Regions from separate parts of the Gossypium hirsutum genome. Here region 1 is linked to region 2. Evidence: chromatin contacts called from public Hi-C data. All regions are on one chromosome and are shown on one strand. Each heading gives the region's core, a stretch centred on a gene start, on an enhancer-like site or on the middle of the called end of the contact. The rest is flanking DNA. Distances are from core to core; before and after follow the strand shown. Region 1 has its middle 63 kb from the start of LOC121231679. Region 2 has its middle 140 kb from the start of LOC121231217.

Region 1 (4,182 bases), core at 725-3,224, 220 kb before region 2:
TGAATTATGTTTCAACTATAAATTTATGTTACTTTTAATTTCTGGAAAGAGGCTTGGTAGTCTTTGGTTGTAGGCAAAAGTAAGATAAAAGAAGCAAGAAGAAGGATAAGAGGAAGAGGAAAAGAAAACGAAGGAGGTGAAACATTGCCATGGCAAATGGTGGGATAGATAACCAACAAAAATACCATGGTAATTCCAGGAAGATGATGCAGCACTCCATCCACGTCACCCTCAGCCAGCTGTACATGTACCAGATAAATTTCCCTAAAAAAGAGGAGTAAAAGATGTTTGCTGAGAGGAACGGATCTACCCTATAAAAGGAAGAGAAAGAAGAAAAGAAAGGACACACATGGATTGTGAGGAGAAAAAGAAAAGAAAGAGAGTAGTCACTCTCTTTGCAACAGAATACAATGAAGTAATTTAGAAAAGAAGAAGAAAGGAGCAGCTCAAGAAGGGGAGATCAGAGACGCGAAGAAAGGGAAGAGAAATCTACGTTGGGTTTTACATACAATTTGGATAAGATGTTAGAGTGCAGCAAGAACTTCTTGTAGTCCTACCTTTGTTTTGTTTTCTTGGTTTTGAATTATGTGATTCGTGAAACTTGAAGTATGTTGGTGAATGAATTAATTTTGGATTTCATTGCCCAACCCATGAGCTAGTTATCTTTGGGTTGGAATTATTTGGGTGAATATTTAATTAACTGTAATTCCCATGATATGCTTGTGATTAAATTTATTGTTTCATTCAATTCTTGTTTATTAAGAATGCATCTAAGCTCTAGATATAGTTGATTGCATGTTATGAACTCAAATAGATTTGAATCTGAATGGGTTAAATACATCAGATTATTAATTGATTGATATAGGTGAGTACTCAAAAGAATATTCACAGCACTTCAGACATAGAAGATGCTATCTGTATAAGTATAGAACGTTAATTGGGTTATTATTTTGTAGATTCCGAATAATAATTAGAGTTTTACTCTCGAAAGAAGTAAACTGTAGTAGTAAATATCTGGGAAGTAGTTTAGTCGTATCTTTGCCAAGGCATTATTTTGTTATGAAAATATTCTCTGAGTAATTCCAACCTTTATCATTCAACAGCAAAAATACTCTCTACTTGTACACTTGCACATTTGCATTATTTACACACAATAGTGACATTGCACCACATTTCTAAGTACCTCGCCAATACCCTTTGCTCTTAAAAGAGGTCACTTTATAACCTTTGCCTTAATGGGGAAACAATTGTTGGATATACTTCACTAGGCTATACCTCGCTGAAGAACAAGGCCACGCCAAGTCAGCAGGCCTCTCCAAGCTCACCAACGAGATCACTGTCACTTGTCACACATAGTCCCAATAATCATGCCTCATCAAACCACATCATCAACCTAATGAGAAAGAACTGGACTATAAGACTTTATTAAAAATCCACCAATCGGGAGATATCATGTAATCTATAAATGTTTCTTTTAAATTCCTCTAATCTTAGTTCTCGTCTTCTTCAACTTTGAGAATCTTCTTTATGACTCTCGGCAAATAAACCATTCCACAAATCTCCTTCCCTTTCATTCCATTAAAAAAAGGGAAATAGCTTAATAAATAAATCCAATTGTGCGATTATATTTATGTTTATAATTTCCAAACGGCCATACAAGTAAAGTCTATAAAAGGAGCCAGCCAAGAACAACCTAATATGATTAAAACATGAAATTCCTTCATTAATTATCTACCTAAACCCTTAATTGTTTTAAAAGTAACACCTGGTTTTTAGACACGACTGTTAACAACTAGTCACAGTAAAATTTTCTTTCAAATACCAAAAAAAACGATTTTCATTGTATAGATCTAATCAACCCCCACCCCCAACAAAAAAAAAAAAGAGAAAAAGAAAAGGAGTACCCAAAAGTAATAGAACACCCGTCGACTAATTAAAATGTACCATCAATCAATACATGGGGGACCATCCCCATATTTTATATACATATAATAGTCATAGATCTTTTCATTTTGATAAGCTCTTGTGGGGACTTATTACTGACCAATATGCATGGCAGTAGACATTTTAATGAAGGCTTGATAAATAATCATAAATAAGTAAATTTTTGTATATATATATATTATGACCCCATCGTTCCCTCCCCTTTTGTTTTTAGCTAGATATCTTCTTCCATTATTAATTTCCACGCCACTTGGACGTTGCTACGATGTAATGCACTCCAAGCAGGCATATCTCGACAACTCATCCACATAAAAGATATAGTTATATATATAAATATATAAAGGAATTAAAATGAATTTAGATTCATGGAAACAGTGATGGGTTGATGGGGGCATATCGAAGGAGATGCAATTTCTTCTTTGTCCTTCTTTTTTTTATTGAAAGTGTGAGGTACCGCTGTCGACTATAGTTATGAGTTCTGGTCCAGTCCATTTCCATATTTAACAGCAAGGCATTAAAATATATGTCCTTAGGGGAAAGGGGATAGAAGGGTTTTTAATACATTATTAGGAGTTGTCATGCAAGTTTGTGAAGTTGATATCTATTGTCTCTGGCTATGCTTTTGTAGCCCTTAAGGCTATTGCCAAGTATGTGCCATCAAATTAATCAAACCTACCCAATGATTTAAAAAAAAAAATTGCCCCCAATGCCACAGTAAAATCCGACAATTAACTGTGCATGCTAAAAATCAAAATTGAGCTGTTAATTTAACGTACATATATTCAAGTATTTAAAATAATATCAATATCCGATTCAATTTTTAAACAACTCTTACCTTTAATCCTTGTAACAAAATTACCAAAACAAAATTTATTAAGTTAATTTGTATCCCTTTTATAGTTTGTCTTTGGTTATAAATCTAGCCAAGATTCATTGGCCTTTACCATCCTGTACTGGAAACCCTGCCAAACACACACCTCGTGAAGGTCCTTACTAGACAATGAGCAAAGACCTTTCCTAGTTATTCACTGTAACAACTCGGTTTAGACTCTATTCAGAACAGTAGTTTCGGGACCACAAATCTGAGTTAAAAAAATATTTTAATATTATTTTTGGTGTCTACAGCATGTTAATTTATGTGTGAAATTTTCGTGATTTAATTTTATCGTTTGAGTGTTCGATTTAATAAAAAGACTTAATCGCGTAAAATGTAAAAGTGACTAGCTAATTGTTAAAGTGCTACATTGCTATTGTTTTTATAATGTGGAGTCCTTAAGATGTAATTTGACCTTTGGAAACATGCATGGACGGTTATGGACATTGATTATAATGTTTTCAAATTAATTTATAAAGGTTAATTTAGTAAATTATGTGTTAAAATGATATTAAATAAAAATAAAACATAACAAAACATGCATGTGTTCATCTTGGTTGTCGAAACTTCAAAAGAAAGAGAAATAAAAGAGTTTTAAATGTTCGGCCCTTGCATTCTTCAAAGTGTTAAGCTTGGTTTTTGATAATTTTTACATTTTTGAGATCATTATTTCGTGTTTTAGCTAGCCCATGTTTTAATTTTTAGAATTGATGATGAATTTGAGATTTCCCATTGTTGAAAGCTTGATGATGAAAAATAAATAGGTGTTAATATATTATCATGTTTAATTAAGTGATTTTTAGTAAAAATGCCTATTTGGGATTAAATTGTAAATTTTGTAAATTGAGGGGTCAAATGTGAAATAAATGAAAGAAATGGGCTGCTAGGGAATTTTAATATGGGCTGCTAGGGACCTTATTAAAATTCAGCCAAGCATGGGTGTGGTGAAATTTTGAATATTTCGTGTTTTGTGAAATAGTGACTAAATTGTAAAAAATATGAAATATTAGGGGCAAAAGTGTAATTTTCTCATTTACGTGTTTTTGGATGAATTTGAATGAATATATGATTAAATAAGTCAAATTTATATTGAATTAGTTCAAGAAAAGAGGAAATCAGATTTGGATCGGGGGAAATCTAAAGTTGTCGAATAGTCGTTCCGGTTCGTTTGTCTTTGTCCGAGGCAAGTTCAAAAGTAAATAAATCTCGTTAAATTCGAATGTTTATGTAATATATGTGCTGAATTAAATTATTACCCATATATATGTTGATGCCGAATTAGTATAAGCATGGGAGAAATATACACGAGATGGAATCGATTGGTTTACGACGTTCGAAAACCCCGTACGAACCTTAGAAATAGT
Region 2 (4,245 bases), core at 1,456-3,955:
AAATTCAGGTAAAAATATTTAAAATCATAAAAAGCATTTTAAAATTATATTTTGCATATCATTTACTTCAAATGTAAGCGGTAAACGAATGGATTTTGTTTAATTGTAATATATAAATTAATTAGCATATTTCTTGTTATATAAAATTAATAAATGATTTTTATTAATTTGATTGTAGTGCTTATATTCATTTTATTATTTATATTTCTTATCAATTGCCTTTTTTAGTTTAAATATTAAAATAGGTCTGAATTGTGAAATGATTTATCTGTATTGAAGTCATAAATTTGCAGCACAAATTATGGACATATATCTGAATTGTAACTTCAAATTACACGAAATGCTATTAAGTTTATATTATTTAGATTATATAAATTATAGTAAGAAATTTGATAGATAAGATTAATAAATACTACTGTGTGCATGAATATTAAAGTAAAATAATATATTTTATATAGAAATATTATATCATAATTTACTTTAAAAATATTATTTGAATATTACTATAATATCTTTAAATACTACAATATAAAGATGTTATATTTTTTATAAAAAAAATAGTATTCCTGCAACTTACAAAGAGATTGATAAAAATTCCACATATGATATTTAATAAATTTAGGTATCTATATAATCTGATTTTAAATCCTCAAATTTATGTTTTAATATAGGCAAATGATAAATTTAAATGTGTCATACATAAATTGTTTCCTTTTATTATAAAATCAAATCCACTCACAATCTTAATTTTGGTTTTTAATTCACATTTTTAGTTAACAACTTACGAAATAATAAATATGTAATAATTTCTTTATTTTGGTATTTTTTATATAATTTTTATATGTTAAAATTTTTTTTCACCTACATTTATGAATATAGTAAATTTTAATATTATAAAATTAAATAATTATTTCAAATATAATTTTATATGTGAACTTTTATATATTAAGAATAAAAATATGTAATTATATATATCATTATGTTAAATATATTTTATTTTTTAAACATATCAACTAGTTATTTTGATATATTTTTCTTATATATAATTTTTTTATTTAAAATATTTATTTGTTATCTCATTGTCGGTATGGTAAATTCTAATATTATAAAATAAAGTAATTGTTTCAAATATAATTATTTTTATTAAATATAATTTACCATACTATAATGTAGGTGAAAAAAATAATGATATTTGAAATAATTATTTGATTTTATAATACTAGAATTTACCATACCCATAATATAAGTAAAAAATAAATATTTATAAAAACTATTTATAAAAAATATATATAAAAATAATTAGTTGATATTTTAAAAAAATGAAATATATTTAACATTGATATATAATATATATTTTTATTATACAATTACATACTTATTATTTTGTCTAAATAAAGAAATTATTAACCATGACATAGAAGAAAAATAAATATAAAAATATATTTAATAAAATAATATTTTAATTTTATAATATTAGAATTTACCATACTCACAATGACTCACAATGTAGATAAAAATAATAAATATTTAACATATAAAAATTATATTTAAAAAATATTTATATCAAAATATTACATATTTATTAGTTTATCTATATAAATAAAAAAATTATTATTAAAAATATGGATTAAAAATAAAGAAAATATATGAATTAAAAATAAAAATCGAAGCGATTCTAATCTAGGCCACTTGAATAAAAACACCAAAATTTTAGTATTTTTAGAGGGAAGGTTTAGGTAAATTTAAATATAAAAGTTCAAATAATATCATTGTTCTTATGCAATTATTGTTTGATTGAGTTTTTTTTCAGAGGACGAAATTTTTTTGATAAATTCAATGATTGAATTAATCTCAGTTAATTCATGATATCAATCTTGATTAAAATTAATAAAATAACTTTTCATATTTTATAATTTTGGAGGTGTTTGTGTTATCTCTAATTGAATATAATTTTTATTATCCTAAAATTATAAACATGTTTAAGGATTGAGCTACTTGTCCAAGCTTGAAGCTCGCTTAATAATTGGAAGGGTTTTGTCAAAAACATTAAACCCAAAAATTTAACTTAAGTGAAAAATATAAATTTGTTTAAAATATGAATCGAACTTGAACTTTAGTAGTCAACACTCAAGCTAGGCCAAATTTGTTTTTTAATTGTATAATATATTATTTTCTTTATTTTTATATAGTATGTAATTTATATCATATGAGAATTAAATATAAAATATTTTAATGTAAATATTAAAAATATGTTTAAGCTCATGTTTAAATTTTAAATAAAATTAAAATATAAAATTTATTTAATATAAAAAAGAATATATATTAAAAAGAACAAAATAATATAACCGACTTAAATGGGTTTGGGCTATCTTGAAAGAGATATAAGGCAAAATTTGAGGCGTATATGGGGATCCGACATGAACAATTATGTATGATGTTAATTCTATATATGGATTAGGACCGAATATGACTTGACTATGAACACCTTTACATTAAAAGTAGATAAATTTTATTCAAGATGGGCCATTCGGCAAATTGGTGGTCTTCCATTTTAGGGAAATGTCGATGATGAATATATATATATAGTAGAAGGCAAGACAAAATGTTTAAATAAATTTCGTCGGTATCGAAAGTTTTGAGAAGTTTGCAATTGGGCCCTCAAACAGACACAGTTGACTTCTATCAAACCGAAAGAAAAGGGCCACGCGGCCACATGTGTGGTGGACCCAAGATTAGGCCCAACAGCATCCACATAACTATTAGCCGTCCGATCATAATAATCACTCACTTTTTCGACGACGTTGATGTTACATTATGTGAAAATAAAAATATATATGTACATATATATTATCTTTAAAATTTTAGTTTTTATATTTTCTGACATAATTTAATTCTATTATTGTTAATGTTTTGTCTTAATACAAATAAAAAATAACCTACAACTATATCAAAAACCCAAAACGTAGAAATATGCAATTAGTAATTTCTCACTAGTTTTTTTTATTAGTTTATTATGCTAAAATTTTAATTTAATATAATTTAATCCCTCTACTTTTATTATTATTATTATTTTCTTAAATTCTCTAAACCTACAAGGTCTCCAACTAAATTCAAAGTTAAAGTAGGTTAAATCCCGTTATTTGAGGAAAACTCTGGTGAGTTATTTTCTCCATTTACCTGAAATCTTACTTAAGGAATATTGGTCAGTTTTATAATATTATCTAAATTGATAATATTATTTACTATGCTCTGGAAGTGATACCACGACCTTTTTAAAAAAAAAATAAAAACAATATTAAGCGTTCCATTAACCTATAAATTTACTTTTGATTAAACAAATAGCAAAAATGGAAACCATATCATCCATTTAACACTAATAAGTAGCAGCTTACTAACATTACAAAAAATCAAATTATACCAAACTAAAAGGATTCAAATATGAAATTTTTAGTTTATATTTCATACACGAGCTATCAACAAGAAAGACAACTACATCTCTCAATACAATTTTTTTATTATATATAATCACAAGTATTTTGATTTGATTTATGATTACAACTTAAATCTTTTTTCTAAATAAAAAGTTGGAAGTAAAATCTTTCCCACAAAGACAATGTAAAATCTCGTGTTTGTTTGTAAAAGGCAGGCGTCAACTTTGCATGTGTCACTGACCAAATATCTTGAACAACGTAAAAATATGCATAGGTTTCTTTCTTTCACTTATTTCACCCCCAAAAACAGAAAGAAAAAGCTGAGATAATAATAATGCAATGAAAAAGAGTTGTCAGCTAGTTTTACGGTCTAGCAGATAGCCATATAATCCTATTGTCGGATTGGTGTTGCATAGGAGACAAATCAAATTAGACCCATGTGAATGTCCAGTTAAAACGACCTTCATTAGATATGGTACTGTTCTTTTTTACCATTTTTGTACCACTATCTTACAACCATCAAAATCAGTCCTCATTATCCAACTTCCTATTTTTCCATGTTTATACTATGTTTCTATTTTTATTTTAAAGTTATAACCGATCCTATACAAACAATTATTATAAACATTGAATTAAATAATCAATTTAACAAAATTTTATATATTTATATAAGTAATATTTAAATTTAAAATTTTAAAATTTTCAAAACCTCAATTTTATCATGGAATCTAAATTTTATTAGCGATTTAATTAATATAATTTAATTTAACATAATTTGATGATTTTACTTTTGTAATATCATTATTTGGTAAAA

The links. A called contact is a pair of places that touch in the nucleus more often than the background predicts.
Region 1: a Hi-C map of leaf shows a contact between it and region 2, with 2.6 times the contacts expected there. The contact joins two enhancer-like sites. A contact is called at or near these places in 2 of 34 Hi-C or Micro-C datasets (hypocotyl and leaf).

The regions. Positions count from the first base shown.
Region 1 is chrA06:33,194,588-33,198,769 of Gossypium_hirsutum_v2.1, reverse strand. No RefSeq gene overlaps it. Among protein-coding and RNA genes, the nearest start is that of LOC121231679, 63 kb to the left of the region's middle. Within about 2 kb of position 1,974, at least 3 of the 9 cell types and tissues checked have an H3K27ac peak or open chromatin away from gene starts, as enhancers often do. A contact at or near this core is called in hypocotyl and leaf, where this site is marked.
Region 2 is chrA06:32,979,876-32,984,120 of Gossypium_hirsutum_v2.1, reverse strand. No RefSeq gene overlaps it. Among protein-coding and RNA genes, the nearest start is that of LOC121231217, 140 kb to the right of the region's middle. Within about 2 kb of position 2,705, at least 3 of the 9 cell types and tissues checked have an H3K27ac peak or open chromatin away from gene starts, as enhancers often do. A contact at or near this core is called in hypocotyl and leaf, where this site is marked.